2 separate regions of the Mus musculus genome follow, and region 2 is linked to region 1. A link is a contact called in public HiCAR-type data. All regions are on one chromosome and are shown on one strand. Each heading gives the region's core, a stretch centred on a gene start, on an enhancer-like site or on the middle of the called end of the contact. The rest is flanking DNA. Distances are from core to core; before and after follow the strand shown.

Evidence for each region. HiCAR-type assays count read pairs that join an accessible place to other places.
Region 2: a HiCAR-type map of astrocytes shows a contact between it and region 1, with 2.8 times the contacts expected there. The contact joins the promoter of Nop56 here to the enhancer-like site in region 1. A contact is called at or near these places in 3 of 39 promoter capture datasets (embryonic stem cells and liver), 3 of 115 datasets of contacts at active chromatin or transcription factors (astrocytes and embryonic stem cells) and 1 of 9 other capture datasets (embryonic stem cells).

Annotation. Positions count from the first base shown.
Region 1 is chr2:129,240,737-129,247,483 of GRCm38.p6, reverse strand. No RefSeq gene overlaps it. Among named protein-coding and RNA genes, the nearest start is that of A730036I17Rik, 25 kb to the right of the region's middle. Within about 2 kb of position 3,438, at least 85 of the 459 cell types and tissues checked have an H3K27ac peak or open chromatin away from gene starts, as enhancers often do. A contact at or near this core is called in astrocytes and embryonic stem cells, where this site is marked.
Region 2 is chr2:130,270,703-130,277,449 of GRCm38.p6, reverse strand. Nop56 (NOP56 ribonucleoprotein) reads right to left here and starts at 3,038. Exons shown (of 12, transcript NM_024193.2): 1 at 2,974-3,038; 2 at 2,727-2,816; 3 at 2,304-2,418; 4 at 1,626-1,787; 5 at 1,276-1,474; 6 at 827-1,014; 7 at 592-743; 8 at 318-418. The coding sequence starts at 2,976. It overlaps Snord110 (small nucleolar RNA, C/D box 110), which reads right to left and starts at 1,935; the gene lies at 1,877-1,935. It overlaps LOC115489609 (a small nucleolar RNA gene), which reads right to left and starts at 1,213; the gene lies at 1,081-1,213. LOC115489632 (a small nucleolar RNA gene) reads right to left here and starts at 255; the gene lies at 170-255.

The DNA of each region.
Region 1 (6,747 bases), core at 2,189-4,688:
GTTGGCACATGCTCCCAGCATTTGGGAGGTGGAGGCAGGAGGTTTAAGTAGTTCAAGGTCATCCTCCAGTTTCATAGCAAGTCTGAGGCTAACCTAGGCTATACGAGTGTCTGTTTCAAAAAGAAGAAAAGAAAATCAAGACTCTTCGGGGCTCCTTCTTTAGTTGAAACTGACTGCCGAGGAGATGCTCTGCTACTCCATCTGGAAAACCAGAGGGGCCACACAGCTCAGCAGCTGTGCCGCTCTGCGCAAGAGCCTGAGAGTCACAACTGGCAGAGGGCACAGGAGCGGTTACGTCTCGTGTTTGAGAGACGTGTGAGGCCCATGTGAAGGCTCTAACCAGGGGGAGAGGGGTGTGGGCATCAGTTCTACTGAGATCTAGACAGGGGATAATTTGAGCGCCCGAGCAAGGGGACCTCCTCAACAAGCACCCACAACTTTCCTCACTGCAACCTTCAAGACCTGGGAACCAGGCTGAAGACGCGGTCCTATGGTAGAAACCTTAAGGGTGTGTACGGTCCTGGGTGTGATTTCCAGAACCTCACAAACACAACACAAAGCAACTGGGGGGTTGGGGGGGGCCGGGAGTGAATATAGAGATACACAGGTTGGGACCCAAGTCAGACAAACACAGGCTAGAGCAGAGAAACTCGGAGGACATGGAAACGTCAAGTCCTACACAGAGGTCACTGTAGTGAGACAGAATCGTGGAGCATTCGCCTCATGCCCAGCCTGGGCTAGGAGCTGAGTCAAAACTGAATCACAGCATTACCCGTCATCCTTCTGTCCACAGTCCATGAAGGCTGTCTACCACTGCCCTGGTAGTGAACTGAAAGGTTTTCCAGGGCCAACGCTGCACCAGGCGGGAATGCATGGGTGTGACCTCCCTATTCTGCCCCCTGGGGCAGAAGTGGTAATTTACTGTGAGTCTCTGACTTCTGGAGAAGCAGCCCCTGTAAAAGGCCAGGGCTTTTTACATCCTTCCTTGTATCTGAATAATGACATGGAGACCTGATATATTTATTAATAATCTTAAAGCATCACACCTGGACAGATACTCATCTATTTCAACCTGGCTATGCTGCCAGCCATGTGCCCCGTGCCTGCCATCTTAGTTTTGCCCTGGCAGGTCCTGCTCCACCCATGTCCTTATATTGATTCTCTCCTGGCCACCTCCCCTGGCCATTCTCTACCCAGGACCCCTCACTGAAATCAGAAGCCCCACCTTAACTCCCCCCCCCCCCCAGCTATAGGATGATTGGCTCTCTATTAAGCAATCAGAGGTGGAGAAGAACAATGTTTTACAAAACAATAGTCAGAAAATGCTTCATAATAATGACAATACTAAAATCCCTTGACATCCTGATCTCCAGATATGGAAATCAACATTCGAATACACCGACAACCCCCCCCATAGACCCCTCGCTGTGCCCACCCCACCCCCTTGTGCAAAAGGACTAATCTAGGTAGTACGCCCAACTACTTAAAAATAAGATTCTCTCTTCTAGACAGGTGCTACCTACTCACGAGGAGCTAGCTAGCTATTTCAGTGTCACTGGGTGGGGTGGGGTGGCTGGGGTGTTCTGTCACCTGCTCACCTTCTCTAGCATTCCAGACACTTCCTGCTCTGGACTCTCCACGTCCTGATTAGTCAAATTAGTTCCTGGCTGGCTGCCCATCCAGGGGCCTCATCAGGCAGGCTCCTGCAGTCTCGCTCAGCGGCTCTTCTACTTTGAGTGTTGAAAGGTGAGAGTTAGCTGTAGTACTACTCATAAACTGGGAAGACTCAGGTCAGGACAGATGTGGGAGTTGCTGGTCTGTCATCCCTAATCTGAAACACAGCTGCCAGACATGCCTCAGAAGCCCATGTTTTCTAAGTGTGAGAGTAATATGATTTACTGTATGTATGCAATCATACCCTTGGCGGGACCCAGAACAACAGCCACTGTAGTCAATGGATGGATGAATACTCACCCACTACGCGAATATAGAAAGGAAAAACAAATAAACAAACAAAACAAAACAAAACAAAAAAAAACCTCGGGCTGAAGAGATGGCTCAGCAGTTCTGCTCTACCAGAGGTCCTGGGTTCAGTTCCCAGCAACCACATAGCAGCTCACAAACATCTGTAATGGGATCCTTCTAGTGTGTCTGAAGACAGAAACAGTGCACTCACATATATAAAATAAATAAATAAATAAATCTTTAATTAAAAAAAAAAAAAAAAACCAACTAATGTAGATAGATGGCGGCCGGTCAGAGCTTGCCGCTGAACTAAGGGATCTTGTATCCGCGTCCTTGACAGCTAGACTCAGCAACAGGAAGATGGCTGGAGTGAAATGAAGAGAGGAGGTCCGAGAGCTGAGGATGGAGAAGCCTGGGATTAACGGGGAGGCGTGGAGTCAAAGCAGAAGCCCACAGAGGAAGCTCTGGGGGATCAGGCAGGAAGCCAGGAGAAGAACTGGAGAAATGCTGAGCCGAGCCCCAGAGCAGGGACGAACCCTGCAGAGCAGCCAAGTGGAAGTCTCAGATGTCATTGGTAGCAGTGGGACTCTGGGCGGGGTAAGGGGTCAAGGGACGCAGCTCCGTGGAAAAGCTTCCCTTGCTGGAGCCTCCGCCAAGAAAGAGAACCAGGACTCTTAGAGAGCAGCCAAGAGGCTAAAAGAAGGACTTCCAAACAGAAGTGTTACAAGAGGTGCCGGAGAGACGGCTCAGTGGTTAACAATATGTACTGCTCTTCCAGAGGAGCCCAGGGCAGGAAGGAGTTCAGTATTCAGTACCTGTAGTGGGTGGCTCACCGCCTGTAACGCCAGCTTCGGGGGAATCCAACGCCCTCTTCTGGCTTCCTCGGGCACCTGCACTCACATGCACAGTGCCCAGCAGACACACACACACAGCTTGTGCGTGTGCGCAGTCTCCTTATGGACACATGTGTACACACACCATGTCCCACACTATTACAGTGGCACACGGAATGATGATTTTAGAGAAACGGAATAAGAAGCATCCCTGCTTTCAACACACAAGGCCCTGTGTCGGGAACCCCTGGCCATGCTGCTCCCTCACCCCACCGAATGTTTCCTCCAGGAGGTTTTTTTTTTTCTTTTTTTCTTTTTTTTTTTTTGGTGCCCAGGCAGAGCAACTTCTGAGAAGTCGCCTCTTCCAACTACTCAGATGCCAAGGTCTGAATGTATGTGACACAGGACACACCAGGAAGGGAGCAGGAACAATTAACAATAGTTGCCTGCCACCTCGGGACTATGAATTAGTGAATTATTCTCGGTCCCGTGTGGTTTTGATGTTGACTTCATCCGCCTTCACTCTCTCTTCAACAAAGCAGGCTAAATTAATTTTTAAAGAGGATGTGCTAGAGAGGCAAGAGGGTGACAGCCCCGCCCGGGGACAGTTGACAAGTTTCTCAAATTCACAGGAAGCTACAGGCAGGCAGCACCACAGTGGCGCCTGCCTGTCACAGCCTCAAAGGACCTGCAAGGGCTCCTCCGGGTTCTGGCAGCCCACACTAAGCCCTGAGAAGAGAGAGATTCTAGGTCGGCGGGAGAGTGACCTAATTAAACACACAAGCTTATTCTTAGACCAGGAGGCCCAGTTAAGGCCCCTGGGTGGCCCAGCCGGGAGGCACAGGCCTAGAAGTGACCGCTCAAGACTTTTAAATGGCAATTGCTTGTTTGTGATGACTGAAGTACTACACACTCATAGCAGGACAATTGCAAAACTTTGTAAATGCAGAGACAAACAGGTTAGCCCGAAAACCGGAAGGTTGGGCTTGTTTTTCCTTGTCTTGTTTTGTTTGTTTGGTGGTTGGTTGGTTGGTTGGTTGGTTTCCCCACCTCTCACCCCCCCCCCCCCCCCCGTTGTTGTTGATTGATTGTTTTCAAGTTTTGTTTGGTTTTGAGATAGAGTCTAACTACATAGCCCTAGTTGACCTATGTAGATCAGGCTGGCTAAGACCCATGGAGATCTGCCTATCTCTGTTTCCCAAAAGCTGGGAGTATAGGTGTGCATCACCATGCCTGGCAGAAATCCCCTGGTCTTTTTTATACTTATGTATGTACCTGATAACCGAGGTGAAATACTTGCTCACATAATGTAAGTTTTAAAAAAACAAGAAAACTATGAGCTTGCATGGCCCCTAACCTGCTACATAAGTTCAGCCTGGCACATGTCTGTAGCTCCTTGTCATGGTTATCTCTCATGGTTATGGAAACATCTGCCCTGTGTCATTACACAGCTAGCTATTTCATTTGTGTGTGAGGGGAGGGCATGTGATAGGTGTGCATATGTGCAAGTTCCTGTGCTCGTGTGACTCAAGACATATACACATGCCTCCCATTTCCCCACAGGAGCACCGGCATTACTAACATGTACTACGATACCTGGCTTCCTTCCCTATAGGGGTCCTGGGGTGCTAAGTGCAGGCCCACACTTGTATGGCACAACAGGCCATCTCCCCAGCTCAGTAACTTGACTTTTAATGACTTCAAATGTCTACCATACAGAGTGATGTATGCAATATTTCCTTGTGATGGGGCGTGTAGGGTTTTTTGGTTATTGTTTTTTTGTTTTTTGTTTTCCAAATAACTCAGTGAATTTCCTCATCTTTATGCTGGATTTTAGAAGTAAGATGTTACTTAGGACTCTGTTACAGGTTGCAAAATGACACCTGACATCACCACTAGTAAAGTCAGGGGAGCCACTGTGCTTGTGACACATCCCGATTCTTGTAATAACAGTCAGAGTTTTGTTTTAACCAGCTAGTGTTAGATCCAGCTCAAACCGGATCAAACCTGGAGGCTGCTGTGGAGCAGGTGACGTCATCCTGGATCCATGCAGGACTTTGTGACCAAGCCTAACCCAGCACCCTTTCCCAATCTTTGTCAGCTTTCATGAGGTGAGGCTGTAGAGACAACCCCAGAATTTGGGGGGATTAGTGCAAGTAAAATATCATGGTCAGTTACTTAAGATGTGAAATCAACTGTGACTTTTGTTTTTGTCTTATCCTGAGGGTCATGTTGAAGAAACAGCCCAGGCCCTAGCTCCTGCCTCAAGGTCATGGGTTAATGACATAAGTAGAAAACCACATTGGTGCTTAAGGTTTGATTGGGAAGTGGTATGCATCACTCTGCTCTCTTCCCATCGGCCCAAAGAGGTCATGTGGTCAGCCAAGCCAATGAGAGGAAAGAATTCAGCTTTCCCTCAGAAAGGGGTGGGGGCATTCAGAATGTCCTCACAGAGGGGTCAGTCACAGCCAGGAAGAATGCAACCCCCACAGAGATGGGCAGTCAGACCTCGGTCACACCCTGGTACTAAATCTGACACCAGGGATGTTGGCCACCAGAGTCTCTTTTCCTTCTAGAAAATACCTCGCCCTGGATGCCTTCCCCAGTGAGGGTGTTACTCAGGTGTCCCTCTGCGCAAAAGCAAAAAAAAAAAAAAAAAAAAAAAAAAAAAAGCCTCAAGCCAGAGATGGTGTGCACACCTGTAATCCCAACATTTGAGAGGCTGAGGTAAGAGGCTGTGAGGGCAAAGAAACAGAAAACACATGTGTGTATGTGTATGTGTGTGTTTATGAACACACATTAGTAAGGAGCTCCATTTAAAAGTAATAAGGCATTGCTAGGTTACTTAAAAGAGTAAAGCCATGTGTGTAACCAGCCACCTTCATGTTTCATTTTGCTTTGCTTTTGGTTTTCAGTTCTGGGTAATGAACTGGAGGCCTTGAGGAGTCTGGACTCCACCACAGCTTTATGACCATGTCTGTCTGTCTGTCTGTCTGTCTGTCTGTCTGTCTTGTTTTCAAGGGTAGAATATTTCCCAAGAGATCAAAACAAAACCTCTGGTGACCACAGTCATTTTGGGGGCACGAAAAGCAATGCCTGAAGGTGGGGGAGGGGCTTGCTTGTCATCTGTCTCCTAGCTTCTGGCTTGTGTGTATTACGTTCTCCCTCCTCTGGATTTTCTTTTCATTGAAATTCTTCCCTTGTCCCTTCTCTCTGACTCAGGCTCTCACGTGGCCTCCCCACTCTGTTCTTCCTTCCTTCAGGGATCCCTTATTGGCACATGTCCTGACCCCCAGACCTAGAGTTTGGGAAAACAGAGTTTTCAGAAAGCACTGGGGGTGGGGTGGGGGTAGGGGAACAAGAACAAACATCAACAATTACAAAGCAAAAACCAAAGGGTTCACACACCAACAGAGGCGGCCCCTGTAGTGAATGGCAAATGATCCACTCGCTACCTCCAGATAAGCCCTGCCTGAGTGGGGCAAGATGGAAAGATCATGAGTCAGGAGTCCCACCCTGACAAGGAGAAGCAAAGACGGTAAACAAGAGAGCAAGGTGACAAAGGCAGTCTGGCTGGCTGAAGTCCAAGGCCAGTGGTCCCCCAAGTCAGGGCAATCTACAGATGCCGACATTCCATGCAGAGATCCCCTCCTCCGTCCCCCACACATCCCACTCCTGTTCCCAGTCTTCCGAGCCTCTTTGCCCTTCACGCTGTGTGGGCAGTTCCCTTTGCAAAAATGGAAAGGCCTGGGATTTGCCATCTGGGTGCAAAGTACAGAGACAGCACTAATGGGAAGGCACAGAAGTGGAAGCCAGAGATAGCAGCCTGAGGACACAGGCTCCAAGGAGAGAGTGGGATCCCCAGAAAGGGCTGGCAATGGCTAGAAGGCGTCAGATTTGGAATTCAGACAAACTTGTGTCTAAGTAAGCTACAGCTTGATGTGCGTTC
Region 2 (6,747 bases), core at 1,789-4,288, 1.0 Mb before region 1:
AGTCAAAAGACTTGACCCAAATAGCCAAGTTCCCCTCTTCTAACAATTTCCCACCAGGCTTGGCTGAACTTTCTACCTCACCAAGTGCCAACCTAGCTCCCAGAGGCAGAGAGGGAAGGCATCCAATTTGCTGACCTGGAAACTCGGTCCCCTTTTGCTGGGCCCTGGGAATCACTCAGACACCAGGACTGGCCATCACCCCCATAGCAGAGGCCTGTATAGGTCAGGTTGCCCTGGTCAGCCATCATTGTAATCCCCAAACAAAACAGTGGACACCAGAAGCAGCACCTGACATGAGCAGGCGCCCTCACTGGTACCTGAACAGGGCCTTTTCAGCCCCAAGGATCTGTACTGTGGACGCTGGATACTTGGCCAGGTTGGTGAGGCTGCCAGCATGAGCAATGAGGCGTGCACCTACCTGGAGAAAGATCCGAGGAGGAGGTCAGGTGAGTAAGTGGGAACCTGACCTCCCAGGCTCATCCCCTCTTCTCTTCCCCACCATGCATCAACTAGGGACAACATGCTAGCCACAAGGATAGCGGTACAGAATGCTGAGTTTCACTCCCCCACTTTGTGTTCCCCATGACGCACCGCTTCCCCAATTAAGGCTGACAGGCTGGGGGCTACTTGGCTCATCTTGGAGCGAAGGTAAGTGTGTAGGCTCTGGCGATACTCTGACAAAGACACCACACGACTGGAGAAGCTCTCGATGTTTATCAAGTCGATAGCAGATATGTCCATGCCTAGGAAACACCTAGTGTGAACAGGGGGACCAGATACTCAAGGAGTCTCGTACCTTATACAGGCTGCCGCGCTCCGCACTGACCCATGGAGGACCGAGAAGCATCCAAGATGGCCTTAGCCTTGGCCCCGTCCATCGTAATTTCTTCCAGTTTCTCTAACTTCTCTTCATTCAGCTCCCTGCGGTTCCCAATGAACTGAGCCAAGCGACAGTATGTGGCGTTGTCATTGACGATCTTCACCAGCTCTGGAAAGTGGTACCCATACCACTCCCTGTAGAGGAAGTCATTCTCTGATCCAGCTATCAAACCTCAACTCAGGTCCCAAGCTCTCTCAGGCCCGTGTCTCCCCATTCACAATACAGACCAGGCACAGTGGCCTAGGCTGAGGTGTACATGGGGTAGGTTTATTCTGCCTCCTCTTTCTATACAGTCAGTGTAGGAACACAGCCTGTGGTAAGCACAAGGAGGCCTTGCTTTGGTCCATGATTTTACCCACATGAATCATCGGCCATGCTCGACTTCTATACCTTACCTGACGCGCATCGAGAAGGTATTGATATCTTTATCCAGTTGGTCCAGGAGGCTTATGGACTGAATAATCATGTTGTCCACTCGGTTCACATTAAATTTAACTTTGGCACGAGAGTAGCTGTGTCCCAGCCCTAGCTGGGCCTTACAAGCAGAAAGATCTGTCAGACCCTTCACCAGATTATGGAAATGCAGACGAACTCCTAAAAAGAAGATGGGACTTTAAGAATAGATCCTCCAGGACCCAAGTAACCACTCACAGCAGATCACATCACCAGGCCCGTAGGCCCCCTGCTGGCTTCTGTGGGCACTGCATCCACGTGGTGGACAGAATAAATGAAATAGGACTCTTACCTCGAAGGATCTCAGCTATCACACCACCAGTCTGGCAGTTGTACCCCAACTCTTCCTGTATTGCAGCACCAATCTTGGGGTCTCCAACCCCCAGAAGTACTTTCTTCTTTTTAGATGGCAGGTATGTCTCCAGGAGCAGGCGGAGGTCCTCGTGAACAACACCTTTGGGACAAAGAAAACAGCTCTAAACCACACATTGCAGATTGGAGACTGTCTCCAATCGGATTAGTTAACACCCATCCCCGCAGGCATTGCTCAGACACATGGAGTCGTCAGTGATCTCTCAGGGGATTGACAGATATATAAGTCATCATTGCAAAGCCTGGCTCTACCACAGGTCCAGGAGCACAATTGTAAAGCATTTAAGTGCTTTTTAAATTACAAGATTTATTTATTATATGTACACTGTAGCTATCTTCAGACACCCCAGAAGAAGGCATCAGATCTCATTAGGGATGGTTGTGAGCCACCATGTGGTTGCTGGGATTTGAACTCAGGACCTCTGTAAGAGCAGTCGCGCTCTTAACCGCTGAGCCATCTCTTCAGCCCCTGCATATTAATGTTTTAAAATGCCATCCTGTAGGTCTCAAATAATCCCTAGACTGTATCAAGCTTAGAAGAAAATCATCTAAGAACATCAACCACCCAGAATCCCATGTTCCGGAGGGACCGACTCACCTTCAGACACAGCATTGGCATTTTCCAAGGCCACCTGGGATGAAGAGAAGGGACAGAAGGCCACCAGACGAACGACATTGTGGAATTTGCCAAGGTTAAGCACACATTCCTCCACCTGGAGAGAAGGATGAATGGGCTTTCTTTGAATTTGGCTTCTACAGCGCAGTAAGGCAGAAGCACCAGCTGTTGTAGCAATTGGTGCCTGGGCCCCGAATCTTAATTCTCAAGAAATGGAAATGAGATGTTTATCTCCGACCGCTTCCAATTATATAGATTCGCGTTAAAGAGTCCCCTCATTCTAGAGCTCCCCCCCCCCCCGCCGGGCCCGGTGCGGTCGGCCACGTGGGAACACGCGGTGCATGCTGGGGTTTGGCGGCCTTAGGGGCTGCATTGCAGCTCCGCGAGCCCACCGAGCTCACCCACCTGCGGCAGCAGCAGGCTGATCTCCTCCACTTCCTTCAGCGCCAACAGCGCGTAGCCGACCGCATGCTCGAACAGCACGTGCAGCAGAACCTGAAAAGAACCGGCGCGCGGCCATCAGTCAAACTTCCCAGTCCGCGGGGCCGCTGCTAGAGCAGGCCCTGGCTCAGACCCGGAGCACGACCCCGAATGCAAACCCAGACGCACGCTAAGGCCTTCACTACGCAAATACCCCACCACCACTCCTCACCATGGCGCCTGCTCCGTGCCCAGCTCGCAATGCGGCTAGCGCGCTCTGGCGCGCGGAACCAGACTGCGGAGACCACACCTTCTCCGGTTTGACCAATCAGAGGCTGCGGACGAAACCATTGTCAGGTCTTCGGAGGGGGTTCGCGGGTGTGGTATCGTCCGTCGGGCGGGTTGGACTACCACGGGCGCGAGCGGGCCTGCCAAGCCCAGCCTCTGCGGCTGCGCGAGCCGGTACTGCGTCTGTAGTGAATGGTGTCGCTCCTGCCGGCAGGCCGCAGAGTGGCCTGGAGACCACCCTTCTTCGTTCCTCGTGCTTTTGTCACCCGTGTGCCGGGCGGCAGAACTCGGTGAGGGGACATGAGGCTTCCTGATAAGCCTCGCAGGTTTCCCGCTGCCCAGATATTCCGGGTCCTCGTGGGACCCGGCCTCAGACCCTGCAGAAATGGCGTCTTCTTGCTGCCTGCCTCTTCCTTTTACATTTTGTTGTTAACAAAATTGTTGGTGCGGGCTGAGGCATAGACAAGAGCGGTTTACCTCTTCCTAGTTCTGTTCCTTTCCCTGATTCATAGAACCCAGCGCTGCTCGGCACCACGTGGTTGCTCATGGCCGCGTAGGCCCAGAATTCTTCCAAGGAGCTGCGTTCCTGTTTTTTTCAGTGCCAGTTTTAGGCACACCAAGGTGGATAATTTAAAATCACCTTTGCTTTAAAAAAGAAAATAAAAAGACACTTTACTTTAGTGTTAGGATTATAAATCCCAAACTTGATGGCCTAGTCGGCCATCAATGGGAGGAGAGGCCCTTGGTATTGCTAAGATCATATGCCCCAGTACAGGGGAATGCCAGGGCCAGGAAGCGGGAGTGATTGGGTTGGGGAGCAGGGCGGAGGGAGGGTATTGGGGGCTTTGGGGATAGCATTTGAAATGTAAATTCAGAAAATATCTAATAGAGAGAGAAAATAAATCCCAAACTTGAATAGTCTCTCTTAAATAGTCTATGCCTTATGCGAGAAAAAAGAATCATGGAGTAAGTCGGCTGTACATTGTCTATCATGGAGTAAGTCGGCTGTACTTTCTCTATAATGGAGTAAGTTGGCTGTACATTGCCTGTAATGGAGCTGGCTTGGATAATAAAGTGGACTTGGATAGTAAAGAAATGTGTATGTATTGCAACTAGGAAGCTACAAGCGCTTGGCAGGACATGGTGGAACGCACCTTTAATTCTGGTATTTGGGAGGCAGAGACAGGCCTGGCTACATAGCAAATTCCAAGGCAGATAAGGTTACCCAGTGAAACTCTGTTTCAAGAAAAGTAAGCTATAAATGCTTGTGATTAGATGAGGCGACACAGCACAAACAAACAAGCAAAACAAGATGTTCCTTTGGCTTCCTCACCTCCACCACTTCATTAAAATGTCACCCCAGGAGTTGAATGGTGACACGCACCTTTAATCACAGCACTTTGGAGGCAGACATCTGTGAATTCAAGGCTAGTTTGGTATATATCGATAGCTCCAGGCTAATCAAGGTTACATGGTAAGACCCTGTTTCAAAAAAAAAAAGAAAGTCCTCCAATATTTATAGTTCTGAACCTAGTGGGATCTGTAGATTGTGATATCAGACACCATTTCTTCCCTTCCCTAGGCTTCTTTGATAAATTAATTGCTCTTGCCTACGTTCAGACAGACCTTTCCTACCAAAGTAGACTTTTGTAAAATTGTTGAGTTTTGTCTCCAAGTTATCCTTCGCCCTGCTTCCTGAATATTTCTAAAGCAGAAATTCATGTTTTGTTTATGGTTGCTCATTGTGAACAAAGTAATAAGAAAATTAAAGGTGTTGGTATCCTATAATCAATCACCTGTGGTAGTTGTTCTCCAGAAAGGCCAATAATGATCCATGCCTCCTGACAACCAGGCCTATGGCCCAACGGACACGGGTAGATTGAGTCTGCCATTTCTGAACCTTGTGCATGCTTGTTGACTTTGAGTTGCCTCATAAGAAGTGAAGCCTGATGAGTCCCATGGAGACTACATGGGGACAGTTAGAGGTCAAGCCTTCCAACTATCCCTTATTCCAACTATTCCAACAGAGAGTAGACATGTGTTCTACCTCTTGCCACTGTCTCTGATTGCAGCTGCATGAAACCGTAGTCATGACAAGAAGAGCCCTGTGTGTACTCTGTCTATTCACAGAATTGTGAAAAATATTGTGGCCTTAAAGCCATTAAATTTATGGGTGACTTATTAATCTATAATAAATATGAATCAAAGTAAGCAACCTGTGTAGGAGCCCAAGCTCTGCCTTACAGTGTGACCAGAAATTAATCACTTGACCTGAGACTCTATTTCTTCAGATTAAAGATTAAAGAGTCATTCACCCCTTTAATAAACCTTTATTGACGATCTGGTCCTGGGGCAGCTATGAAATAGATAGGTCCCTGGTGTAGTGGGCACTCAAATGCTAGTGGTCATTCATCTTGTTTTCTGGGTCATTTTTATTGTTGAAATGTTATTATTTGGAACAAGATCTTACTATTAAACTCTGGCTGGCCTAGAGCTCACTATGTAGACCCATTGGCTTTAGCTCACAGATCCAATTGCCTCTTCCTCCTAATGCTGGGATTAAAGGTGTGCACCATTTGGGCTGGAGATGATGGTTCAGCGGTTAAGAGCACTGACTGCCCTTCCAAAAGTCCTGAGTTCAAGTTCTAGGAACCACATGGTGGCTTACAGTCATCCGTAATGAGATCTGATGCCCTCCTTTGGTGTGTCTGAAGACAGCTACACGTATACTCATATATATAAAATAAATCTTTTAAAAAAATAAAAAGGTGCACACCATTCCACCTAGCTTCTTTTTAAAATTATTGAGTGCTTTAGCAAAATATGCAAGACCTTTGTCATATCTTTGTAATAGTTTTTCCTTTCCCTTTTTTGCAATTTTGGTGATTGAACCCAGAGCCTCATTCACAAATTCTAGGCCAGTGCTCTATCGCTGGGCTGTCTCTCCAGCTCACTTTTTTGTTCATTTGCCAATAAATAGCATACCATTTTATATAAGAATTTCCTAACATCAATTTTACACACTCTCTGAAGTTCATTTTTAAAAGTGACTTCAGTCATTCACTTACATGTGTAAACAACGCATTGTCTCTAAATACAATTAGGTTTCACATGGTGAAACAGTTGCCAATACCATGCAGCTTCCGGTGGCGGTAGGTAAATATTTACTTTTATTGTTTAAATGATAGGAATTGGAAATTCCATTCAGATGGTAAATTTGCTAATTAGTATTTTCATCCATTCCACTTTAAACAGTCTTGTTAAGAGTCCTTTCTTTTTGAAAAAAAAATTGCCCCAGTCAACTTGCAAAATCTATTCTATTTCCCCCTTCTAGGGAAATCCTGTGTTCCTGCCTCCCTTGAGCCCTCCTTGTTACTTAGCCTCTCTAAGTCTGTGGATTGTAGCATGATTATCCTTTATTTAACAGCTAATGTTTACTTATGAGTACATTCCATGTGTGTCTTTCTGGGTCAGGGTTATATCAATCAGGATGATCTTTTCTAGTTCTAGTCATCTGGCTGCAAATTTAATACGTCATTGTTTTTAATAGCTGAGTAATATTCTGTTGTGTAAATGTACCAGAGTATGTATTCACATGTGTGTACATGTGTGTAAGGATGCACACACATGTAGAGGCTGGACATTGATGTTGGATGTCTTCTTTTATGGTTCTCTATCTGATTTATTCCTGTCTGTCTATCTGTCTGTCTGTCTATCA